Linked DNA regions of Mus musculus: region 1 is linked to region 2. Evidence: chromatin contacts called from public promoter capture Hi-C data. All regions are on one chromosome and are shown on one strand. The core of a region is the stretch at or near the end of the contact, and the rest is flanking DNA. Distances in the headings are between cores, read along the strand shown. Region 1 holds the start of Tmem86a (transmembrane protein 86A). Region 2 holds the start of Zfp428 (zinc finger protein 428).

Region 1 (5,455 bases), core at 2,245-4,744, about 23 Mb before region 2:
ATAAAAAGAGAGGGGTCAAAAAGCACCACCACCTTCCAGGAGGGCTTTGACAGTCCTGATGAGGTGAGGAGATGTCTACCTCTGACTCAGGTGAGGGATGTGAGGCTGCCTCTTTGAGCTCTCCGGGTCATCCTGGACTACCAGCTTTCCTGGGAGCCCCTTCAGCTTACCCCCCTTCAAGACTGCCCCTTTCCCAGAAGCCGCCTGCTGGTCCAGCTCCTGCATGACCCCAAAGTCTGGGCCCCCAGCCCCAAGAGAAAGGTGAGCAGACCCCAGTCCCTTCAGTCGGCCTTGCTCAGTCTGTAGTCTTCTCCCACTGGCTCTCGGCTCTCGACAGCTGACAGGGCAATGAGCATCTGAGCAGCATAGTAGGTAGACATGATCAGTGCCCGGGAGTAGGGCACGGGGAAGCAGAACTTGTTGAGAGCGATGGTCAGGTCCGAGAGGATGAAGAGCAGAGCACCACCGCCGGCCGCCAGCTCTGTCCACCGCCAGGCTGCCCCAACCAACCGCAGCCCTGCCATAGCTCTCCAGCCCATGAAGCTGATGAGGGCCACATAGACCCCCACCAGGTAGGTGAAAGCACCTGACAGGCCAGGGTAGAGCAGGGCATAGCACAGGCCTGACAGCACTCCGATCACCAGGCCTGTCCGCAGAGCCAGTGGCCGCATGCCAAAGGCCGCGGCGTAGAGGATGTGTGCCACGGCAAACATCAGGAGACCTGAAAGGGCGAGAGGATAAAGACTGCTAAAGGAAGGTTTGTGGCTAAAGAGTACTTGAGAGCTTGAGAGAAGGGGACTGGGGATAACCCAGCAGCTTTCCCCCGGGCGCCTAAGAGGGGGTAAGAACAGCCATAGTTTTAAACTCACACTCTCACACTCTCCTTTACAGAACTGGTCCCCAGCCTCAGAAACTCTCCAACTCCCTGTTCCCTCTTCTGCAGCCTCATCCTACCCCAACCAGGACCCTTTTTCGTCCAGCCCCAAGTACCCACCCAGGCAATTCCTGTAACTACTGACCATGTTCAAAGTATCCGTGGTCCTGCCAGATGAGGAAGGCATCACCCACAGCAGAAAAGACAAGTCCCACGAAGATGAGGGAGGCACTGGGGTGAGCCAGCAGAAACCGAACACCATGAGCCAGAAGAAAAAGCCAGAGGCAAAAGATGGGCAGGCACTTGATAAGGGCGCTGACCCACGATGGGCTGGATGAAGGCAGCCAGAGCACAAAATACACACAGGTAGCCTTAAAGAAGGGCACCAGTTTGGGTCCTTCGCTCTTCACCTGGAGGAGACAGAACAAGGACAACACTCAGAGGTTAGGGGCACAAAAGCCCACAGTGAGATCTAAAAATCTTACACCTTTCCCCAAGGCTGCAGTGCACACCCCAGCCCTATACCACTGAGAACAAAGAGTTCTGACAGAGAAACCTAGCCTGTCTGGCTCCAAGCAGCCAGCAGGATGTGAAAGCCATTATCACCCTGAGGCTCAATTTACCAGGACAGGCAAGGGCTCCACTGTCCAGTCACTCTGGTCCACTGTAGGTCCTGGAACTTGGCCAGAGTCGTCACTCACTGAGCCAACAGTGCCGATTAGGATACTCCTTTCTGCAGCCCAGCCCTGTTCCCTCCTGGCTCTCTGCTCTCCCCTTCTCCAGGCACCCCTTACCACCTCTCCCTGTCAGCCTAAGCTCCCAGCTGTGTGGAACTGGAGTAAGGTCACAGGGAAACCACAGAAATGCACTGACTGGCCAACTCATGACCCAAGCTTTAGAGCCAGGACTCGGGCTTAAAGCCCTGGCAACACCAGGTGAGTGTCAGGAATGTAGGGGTGACAGTACCTCCACCCCACAAGCTTTCTGTCCTGCCTGCCCCCGCCCCGACCTTCCACTCTACCTATGTCAGACTAAAGGTGGCATCAAGGACAAAGAGAGGTGCTAGGGATGCTGGGAAGAGAACTAGATCTGTGTTGGGAGAAGAAACAGTGTTTGAAAGGCCAGAGGTTTCCAGGCTAGGAAAAGGGGATGTTGGCCATTTCTTTCCCAGAGAACAAGAGCAACTTGAGGCACCAGAGACAGGAAGGGGGGTGGGGAGGGCTTCTGATCTGGAGCCAGCAGACAGGCTGGGAGGAGATGGGGAACTGAGAGGGGGAAGTTGGCCAGCTGACTGGGTCTCAGCTGGATTAGGGGGAGGGCAGCTAAAGAAAGGTTTTACTCAAGGCCACTGCAGGCAGAGTCTGAGCAGGGGGAGGAGATTCTGCAGATGTTCTGTGGTCTCCCGAAGCTCCTTCCCCTGGCCTGCAAGTTCAGGGTTTCTGAGCATGAATTGGAGCAGTTGAGGTTCCCTATAGACCCATACTCCAACAAAAGTGCTCTGACTGTGTGTGAGCAAGCCACTCCACACAGGACTCTGAAGGGACAAGACACTTAGATCCCCTGGCAACCAGGTACCTGATGCAACTAGGAAAGGGTAGAGAAGAGACATATAGTGGGTCCAGAGTACAAGCCTGCTCTTGTTTTTCCAGAGGTTAGAGATGGGAGCAGAGTTGACACTCCCTTCCCATGGAAACTCCCTTATCAGGGATAGTCAGAGTGAGGGCAAGGCCAAAGGGAGGAAACGGGGGGGGGGGGGGGGGGGAGGGATGCCCAGCTCCACCTGTCAGCCTTCAGAAACATCACCTTTGCATGCCCAGCTCCACCTGTCAGCCTTCAGAAACATCACCTTTGCTCCCCCTCCCCCTACTCCCCAGACCCATATTTCCTAGAAGAAACTGGCAGTAAGTGGTGAAATCATGACAGTCAGAGAAGCCAGCCTTAGAAGTGTGAAGAGACAACTCAAAGGCTGGAGTTGAGAAAGTCTGGAAAGGAGGTCAGGTCAACAGAGAGAGGTCCACCTTCACCTATCGCCTGAACAGCGTTACTAAGACAGAGGCGTCACCTCCTGCACCTACAATATTAAGAGAAACTTGGGGCATTCCCAGGAAGTCGGCACCCCCCTGCACCCTCTCGAATGCTTCCCTGAGGGTCCACCACACAGAACCCTAGGGCCTGCAGCATCCAGTTCCAGGCCAAGACCTGCAGACCCGCTCCAGACACTCATGGATCAACAGTCACGCTTCCGAGTCACGTGCACAATGTTTTCCTCCCTCCCGCGGGCAGACGAGGGGCGCGCGTAGGAGGGACGCTACAAGAGTGAGGAGCTAAAAACCGTGACAGCAGCCGCTTCCCCGGAGGGGACAGCACCTTCCTCCGCCCCCCTCGGCGGCCCGGCTTGCCGCTGCCTCGTCCCAGGCCCGGGGGGCTTGGCCGCGGGCTCGCGCGCTCGCGCACTCACCACAGTGACCGGAGACACCATGGCGGCGGCGGCTGCGGCTGCGGCTGCTGGCACCCGCTCCGGGTTGCACCACCAGGACGCACCCAGAGCCAGGTGAGCAGACGACCGAACAAAGCTGGGGTGAAGCACAATACCTCCCGCGCGCTGGGCGCTCAGAGTACTGTCTGTGAACCCGACGACGTCACCACAGACCCAGCCAATGAACGGGCCGAAGCCTCGTATGGGCGGAGCCCTGCTGGCGGCGCCGGCCGGGCTCCCTCTGTTTCTGCGTTGAAAAGGAGATCCTCCCACCCCCGGGCGTGGGCGTGGCCTTCAGGCCACGCCTCTTAGGGAGGCGTGCCAGGGCATCCCGGAACGTGACGGCGACCCCCAAGGTTGGATAGCCAGCCTGGCTAAGAGACAGGCACACCACTGACCCGGAGCACAGCGAGATGCATCTTCTCTTAACACCGGAACAAAAAGCAAAGGCAGATTCTCGTCAACCTTTAAACATACCATCTAGGCGGATGCAATTCCTTTAAGACATGTCTTTGACAATGTCCCAATGTGTCCCAATGGACACAGAGGATCAACAGACACTCAACGTTCAGCATGGTAAGAGATATGTATCCAGGCACACAATATACTATATAGACTCGTAGTAGCATTAAGCACGCGTGGACACTTGTACACTAAACAAATAAAGCTACAGAAAGGGAGCTGTGGGTTGACCATCATCCTTCACCGTACCATGAAAGACACGATGAAAGCAAGCAGCAGCCTGTATGTGGACCCCATAACAGCAATGAGTAAACAAATTACAGGCACTAGGTTGCCTTGAACATACACCCCTCACAGCTGCAGCAACGGTGACCAAAAGACCCAAAGGCGTGTAAACTGGCTGCCAGAAAAACAATAAAATGGTTATAATACTAGTGGTTTGAAGCATGTTTAGAAGTATGTGTTCAGAATTTGGTGGATTGGCAAGGAGTCAAATGGACTGCAATGCGGCTGTGTTTGCCACTTCCATAGCCTTTGCCTCTGTAGCCTAGATTTCCTCAACTGTAAAATGCATGGGTGACCTCTAAGGCTCTGCTCAATCCAGACACGTTGTGTAGGATGAAGAAGGGGAAAGGTACCTGGTTTCGGGAAGTACAAGTCTATCTAGCAGGCTACATGGGGATGCAGGTTTCCAAATACATCCAAAAGGGTAGGAATGTGGTCTGTAATATACACAAAGCTTTCAGCGGTTGGAAAGGCAAAGAACGCTGGCCACTCCTGAGATGGGGATACAGGGCTGTATACTAGACCCCAACCTCGTGCTGGCCAGGGAGAGACACATACTGAACTCTCCAGTGAGCTCTTCCTGAGGTCATTCTCTTCATTTCCCCCTCCAGGCCTTCCCCAGCCATCCTGGTCCCTAAACTACCGACCTGACATCCCCTCAGAGAGGGACAGCCCTTTTCCTAGTGACAGTATTGACAACCGAAAATTCCAAATGTCATCCAAAAAAGGTGAGAGTCAAGGTTTGAGGGAGGGGAGTCACATGCCTAATCTCTAGGCACACTCATGTTTTTTCCTAGTTAGCAGCTTCTCACCTACATTATCTGAATGAGCAATGAGAATGGCTGCCCCCAAGGCTTTGTCATATACACTATTACCAAATGTGTTGCTCAGAAAGAACATTGAACTGAAAGCAACACGGACTTGGCCCCTCCTTGCCTGGGACTTACTGGTGGTGTAATTGGGCACACGCTACTCCATCTTTGGAGCCTCAGTCTCCCATCAACAGGTTATAAAATCACCACACGCATTTACAAACCTTCCCATGTCACTTAAGGGTGTAGTCAAGCCAGGCATTTTTGTTTCTCTGGACCCTAGTTTGCCTAATTATAAAGATGAGACTGTGAACTTTTAAGAGGATTTCTCTTACTAGGGGAAGAGTGAATGTAGTTGAGGTCAGAGTTGTCAGAACTCCCGGACGTGGTATACAAGCATCTGTGAATTGCCCGAATGGCAACTCTGCTGGGACCAGAACTCTGGTCCTCTGCAAGAGCAGTGCTTTAACCCACCAAGCCATCTCTCCAACCCCTGAGACCGTAAACTTTAATAGTTGGGGCCAGCCAAAATTACTGGAGACCAAC
Region 2 (4,805 bases), core at 1,776-4,275:
AACTGTTTTCTTTTTATGAGACAGGATTTTAAATACCCCAGACTGACTTTGGATTCCCAATGCTCCTGGATCTACCTCCCAAATGCTAGAGATCAAACTGTGGGGCGTCAGGCACGCTAGGCAAACAACCCACTCTGCCAACCGGGCTGAATCCATACCCTTCCATTTGTGCTTGTTTGAAGCAAGGCGTCATATATCCCAGGCTGGCCTCAGGTTTACTAAGGAGCCTCAGATGACCTTGAATTCCAGATCTTCCTGCCTCTTTTCCTCCCAGTGTCAGGATCACAGGAACATCACTGTGCCTGGCGTGTTTTAGACGTCAACCTAATTTTGTAAAAGTCAGCCTCGCTGACTTTTGAGGTTTGAACTCAAATCTGTCATTTTCTGCCTAGTGCTTCAAACAGGACCCAACTTTTCTTGTCTGTATCCTTCTCAAGTCCAGGCTTTGGTTGGCACACAGAAACAGCTCCCTCGAAGCAGAAGAGGAAGGAAGAAGACCTGCACACTGTCCAAAGTCCAAGTTCACACTGGCCACCTCACCAGACTGTGGTTCAACAAAGATCCAAAGCCATGCTCTGAATAGAAGTAGGCAGTCTACACCCACAGTCTTAGCTCTCAGGCTGGTAAATCTGCAGTTTAAGGTCAGAGCTGGCTACATAGAATTTGAGGCTCGTATGAACTAAATGACACACTGTCTTAAAAAAGAAAGAGTCGGGCAGTGGTGTGGTGGTGCACGCCTTTAATCCCAGCACTTTGGGGGCAGAGGCAGGTGGATTTCTGAGTTTGAGGCCAGCCTGGTCTACAGAGTGAGTTCCAAGACAGCCAGGGCTACACAGAGAAACCCTGTCTTAAAAAACAAACAAACAAACAAAACAAACAAACAAACAAACAAAACAAAAAGAAAGGAAGGAAGGAAGGAAGGAAGGAAGGAAGGAAGGAAGGAAGAGATCTCATAGACTCTACTCCTTTGCTCAACTCTCCAGGCTTCTGGTGGGGTTGGGGGCAGGGCCACATAAAGGCCTTTTATAGCCAGAGAAGGGCAGTCCTAGTTCATTCTCCTCCATTTCCCATCTGGAATTTTCTCCTTCCTCTTTGTGGATCCAGAGTGTTTATTTTCACCCTTGCAAAGCTCACCTATAACCATCCACATTGCTCCTTGGCTCCCATAATTCCTGTTTCTCTCAATGCACACGTTTCTTCCTCCTACTGCATTGTGACAGGACCTTGCAAGACCAGGCAGTGTAGGACTAAAAACAATACGGTTTCCACTCTCCTTTAGACTCTTACTATACAGTCCAGGCTGGCCTTGAACTTGCAATCCTCCAACTTCAGCTTCCCAGGTTCTGGGGACAATAGATATGGACACTAATAATATGGCAAAGCCTGAATTTAGGGCCTGGGGGCACAAACAATGGTAGAAAGCACACTGTTCAAAGCCCAAATGTCAAATTTGCTGTTGGAGGAATGCGGCTGGAGCAAGAGGAGGAGGTGGCATCATTGGATAGGGAATTTACTAAAGACACCTAGATACTGGATCAGGCCTTTGAAGGACCGAGAAATAGTGACTGGCAAGGAAGAGCTCTCATGATTAATCATCAGATGTTGGGCCCCTCTAATTCTGTAGTAATACATTATTTTTGGAAAAACTCGCACCATTCAGCAAAGAAAAACTGAGGACAACTGGTTGTTTCTATTTTAAATATTTAATATATGTGTTCCATGCAACAATACCTAGGATTAGCCATTCCATAAACCCACTCCCCCTTCTTTTTTTGAGATCTGATGCCCTCCCCAAAAGGAAAAAAAAAAAAAAAAAAAAAACAGGTCTAGAATAGCGAATCCTCCTGCCCCAGCAGGAATTATAGGCGCGTGACACCACACTGGGCTTTAACTATTATTCTACTTGACCATCACAGCAAGGATTGTTAGGACTTTTCTTGGGGGTTTACTTGGGGACAGCCATCCCTCTCCAAACCCACATTATATAAAGCTTCTTCCAGAACGTTCCGGATATCAAGTGGAAGCATTAGGACAGGTGGAAGCCAGCTGGGCGTGGTGATGCACCTCTGCGAACTCAGCACTTGGTAAATTATAAATTCTAGGTTGTACTCCGCGATATTGTGGGTCCAAAACCCAGCTACATGAAACCGTATGCCTCAGTTCCCTCAAAAGCAGAGTGGCCAGGACCCCACCCACACATACGCCTCACAGTGCGTGAGTGAACACAATAGATACCTTTCCGCACAACGCTAGGTAGGACTGGGACTCGGACAAACCCCGGTACCAAACAATAAAGATCAGCTCCCACAATGCCCCGTGACAGCGTCCCACGATGCCTCGGGCCTTTAACGACCACCAGGCACCCAAACGCTCCTTGCCCCGGGGCTTCTCACAGAAGGCGTGTGCGACGAAAAAAAAAAAAAAAAAAAAAAAAAAAGTCCCCTCCAGGAGCCCAGGCCCTTCCCAGAATGCCCCAGGCCCAGAACGCCTGGCCCACGGGCTCCCACAATGCCTCGAGGCGAAGCTGTGCTGGGTCCCGAGCCGCGTGCTGGGGAAAGCAAGGGACTCCCGGGCCGGTCACTCGGCCAAGCGGCCGCGGGCTCCCGTCATGCAGCGGGGCTGTATCGCCCGCTTCCCAGCATGCCCCGCGGCCCCCCCCAAGCTCGGACACTCACCGACGCCGGCGGCCCCGGATCAGGCTCGGCGGTGGCGGCTGCACGCCCGGGCACTGCGCCTGCGTTTCGGGAGGCTAGGCGAGCGGGCGAGCGAACGGGCGAACGAGCGAGGGGCGAGCGAGGGGCGCGTGCGCGGTCAGATGGACCATTCCCGGAGGTCGATGGGAAGAGGGGCTCAGAGGATGGCGAAGGCTGTAGAGCTCACGCCGGCGGGGGTGGCGGGCTCTGCCGCTCACGGCCCCGCTAGACTTGGTACAGTCTGCGGCCCGAAGGGTGAAGAAGCTTTAAGAATCGCGCGTGCGTGCGTGCGCGGTAGAGCGAACGCGCCTTATAAATAGTGGATGCCTTGGAATGAGGGGGGAGAGTGGGGGCCTAAATACTCGGCCCGGATCCCCCGGGCTGGAGGCTCGCTCATTTGCATAATCCTAGCGCGGGACAAAGGAAGGCCTCCCGCACTGGAGGATGTGATTTGCATATTCCCGGGAGAGGCTGTTCTTCAGAGCGCAGTGATTAGCATATGGATGGGGAGGGGGGGGGCACCTGGAAAAATAAAGCGCATGCGTGTAGGGGACTGCAGACTTAATCGTGGTGGGCTGGCAACCTTGTCCCGAAACTACCGAAGGTCTGGGACCCCGTTCACGTCCCTGTCACCTAGGATAAATTCCTGGACAGCACGTGGTTTCTGCGTTGCGAGAGATCTGAACCCCCAGTCTAAGGAAAACGAACCACATTTGATTAGACAAATACTTAGAACTGTCAAGACCTGGAAGAGAGAGAGGTAGACGGCAGGAGGCCGTGGATGCCAGAAACGCCTGCCCCAGCTCGAGGTTCTGCAAGGGCTTCCAAGGGCTGATTTTTAAGCCAGGTCTGAACTGGAGCCAAGTAGAATGCCAAAAAGCAGAGGGAATAGCTGATGCAAATTTCCAGAGGCAAAGTAGTGCTTGCATTCTTAGAGGGAGTCAAGGCAGCTTTTCCGTGGAGCACAATTAGAAAGTCTGCTATAGGTGTTTGCTTTTTTATTTCTTTTTTTGTTTTTCTTTCTTTTCTTTCTTTTTTTTTTCTTTTTTGAGGCAGAGTCTCATGTAGCTCAGGCTAGCCTCCAACACCTGGGTCGAAGAAAATGACCTTGAACGCTACCTCTTGAATGTTGAGATTACAGGCATATGGCAGCCAGCCCAGCTCCTGTGGGTAATTTTAAAGGGCCATAACTTCATGCTGACTATTTGTAGCCATCCCTACAGCCCTCTCCTTCCCGAATGCTTTTATCACTAGCAATTTAAAACTCTAGAGTCCCATTACACCACAGAAAAGGAATAGTTGTGTTTTGCTTTGTTTCTGAGAGTCTCCTTGTGTATTCTGGAACTCACTCTAGCTCCGGGTGGTTTTCGTCAACTCCCTGCAGTTCTCCTGCCTCAGCTTCCCAAAGGCTGGGGTGGCAGGTATGCACCTCCCACACCTGGTCTCCCAGTCAAACTTGTGTCCCTGACGCCTCTTCTGGACCCACCCACCGTTTTATCTGGTCCATATCCCCAGCACTTCAAACACAGTAATCCCTTTGCTGTCTCAGGCTTTGATCTTGCCTTTCGATTCATCGGGAAAACCCTTTGTCCCTGCTGCTCCGAGCTCACTCTCTCCTGGTATTGATGCCAATCCGAAGGGCCTTCCTTGATGATACAGCTCCTGCAGATTGAGTGATTTAGGGAAATTGACACAGCACTGGTCTCAATAAATGCAGCGCTCTGGGTGGAAATGGGGTGGAGGGTGCCTGGGGCTTTGGAGTTCTTTAAGTCTCCTCACTCTGCATGAAAATTTCCATAACAAAATAAAACAGTACCCACCCAACCCCCCACCGCCGCACGCGTGTGCGTGCGTGAGTGTGTATGTGTGTGTGTGTTTATTTTATTCAGGCAGGGTCTCACTACTTAACCCTGGCCTGGAGTTTACTATGTAGACCAGGCTGGCTGCAGATATCCACTTGCCTCTTGTGCTGGGAATTAAAAGTGTAAGCCACCACCACAGGAGACTGATTGACCCACCTTCCTTTCTTTCTGAAACAGGAGCCTAATGTGTAGCCCAGGCTGTCCTCAAACTCACTCTCCTGCCTCAGCTCCTTGAAGGCTGGAATTTTAA

Evidence for each region. Promoter capture Hi-C pulls out the DNA fragments that hold promoters and counts their contacts.
Region 1: a promoter capture Hi-C map of second pharyngeal arch cranial neural crest shows a contact between it and region 2. The contact joins the promoter of Tmem86a here to the promoter of Zfp428 in region 2. A contact is called at or near these places in 3 of 39 promoter capture datasets (cranial neural crest, embryonic stem cells and second pharyngeal arch cranial neural crest).

The regions. Positions count from the first base shown.
Region 1 is chr7:47,048,679-47,054,133 of GRCm38.p6, reverse strand. It overlaps Tmem86a (transmembrane protein 86A), which reads right to left and starts at 3,494. Exons shown (of 3, transcript NM_026436.3): 1 at 3,333-3,494; 2 at 1,020-1,284; 3 at 1-721. The coding sequence starts at 3,353. The coding sequence ends at 282.
Region 2 is chr7:24,505,307-24,510,111 of GRCm38.p6, reverse strand. Zfp428 (zinc finger protein 428) reads right to left here and starts at 3,025. Exons shown (of 3, transcript NM_146183.2): 1 at 2,676-3,025.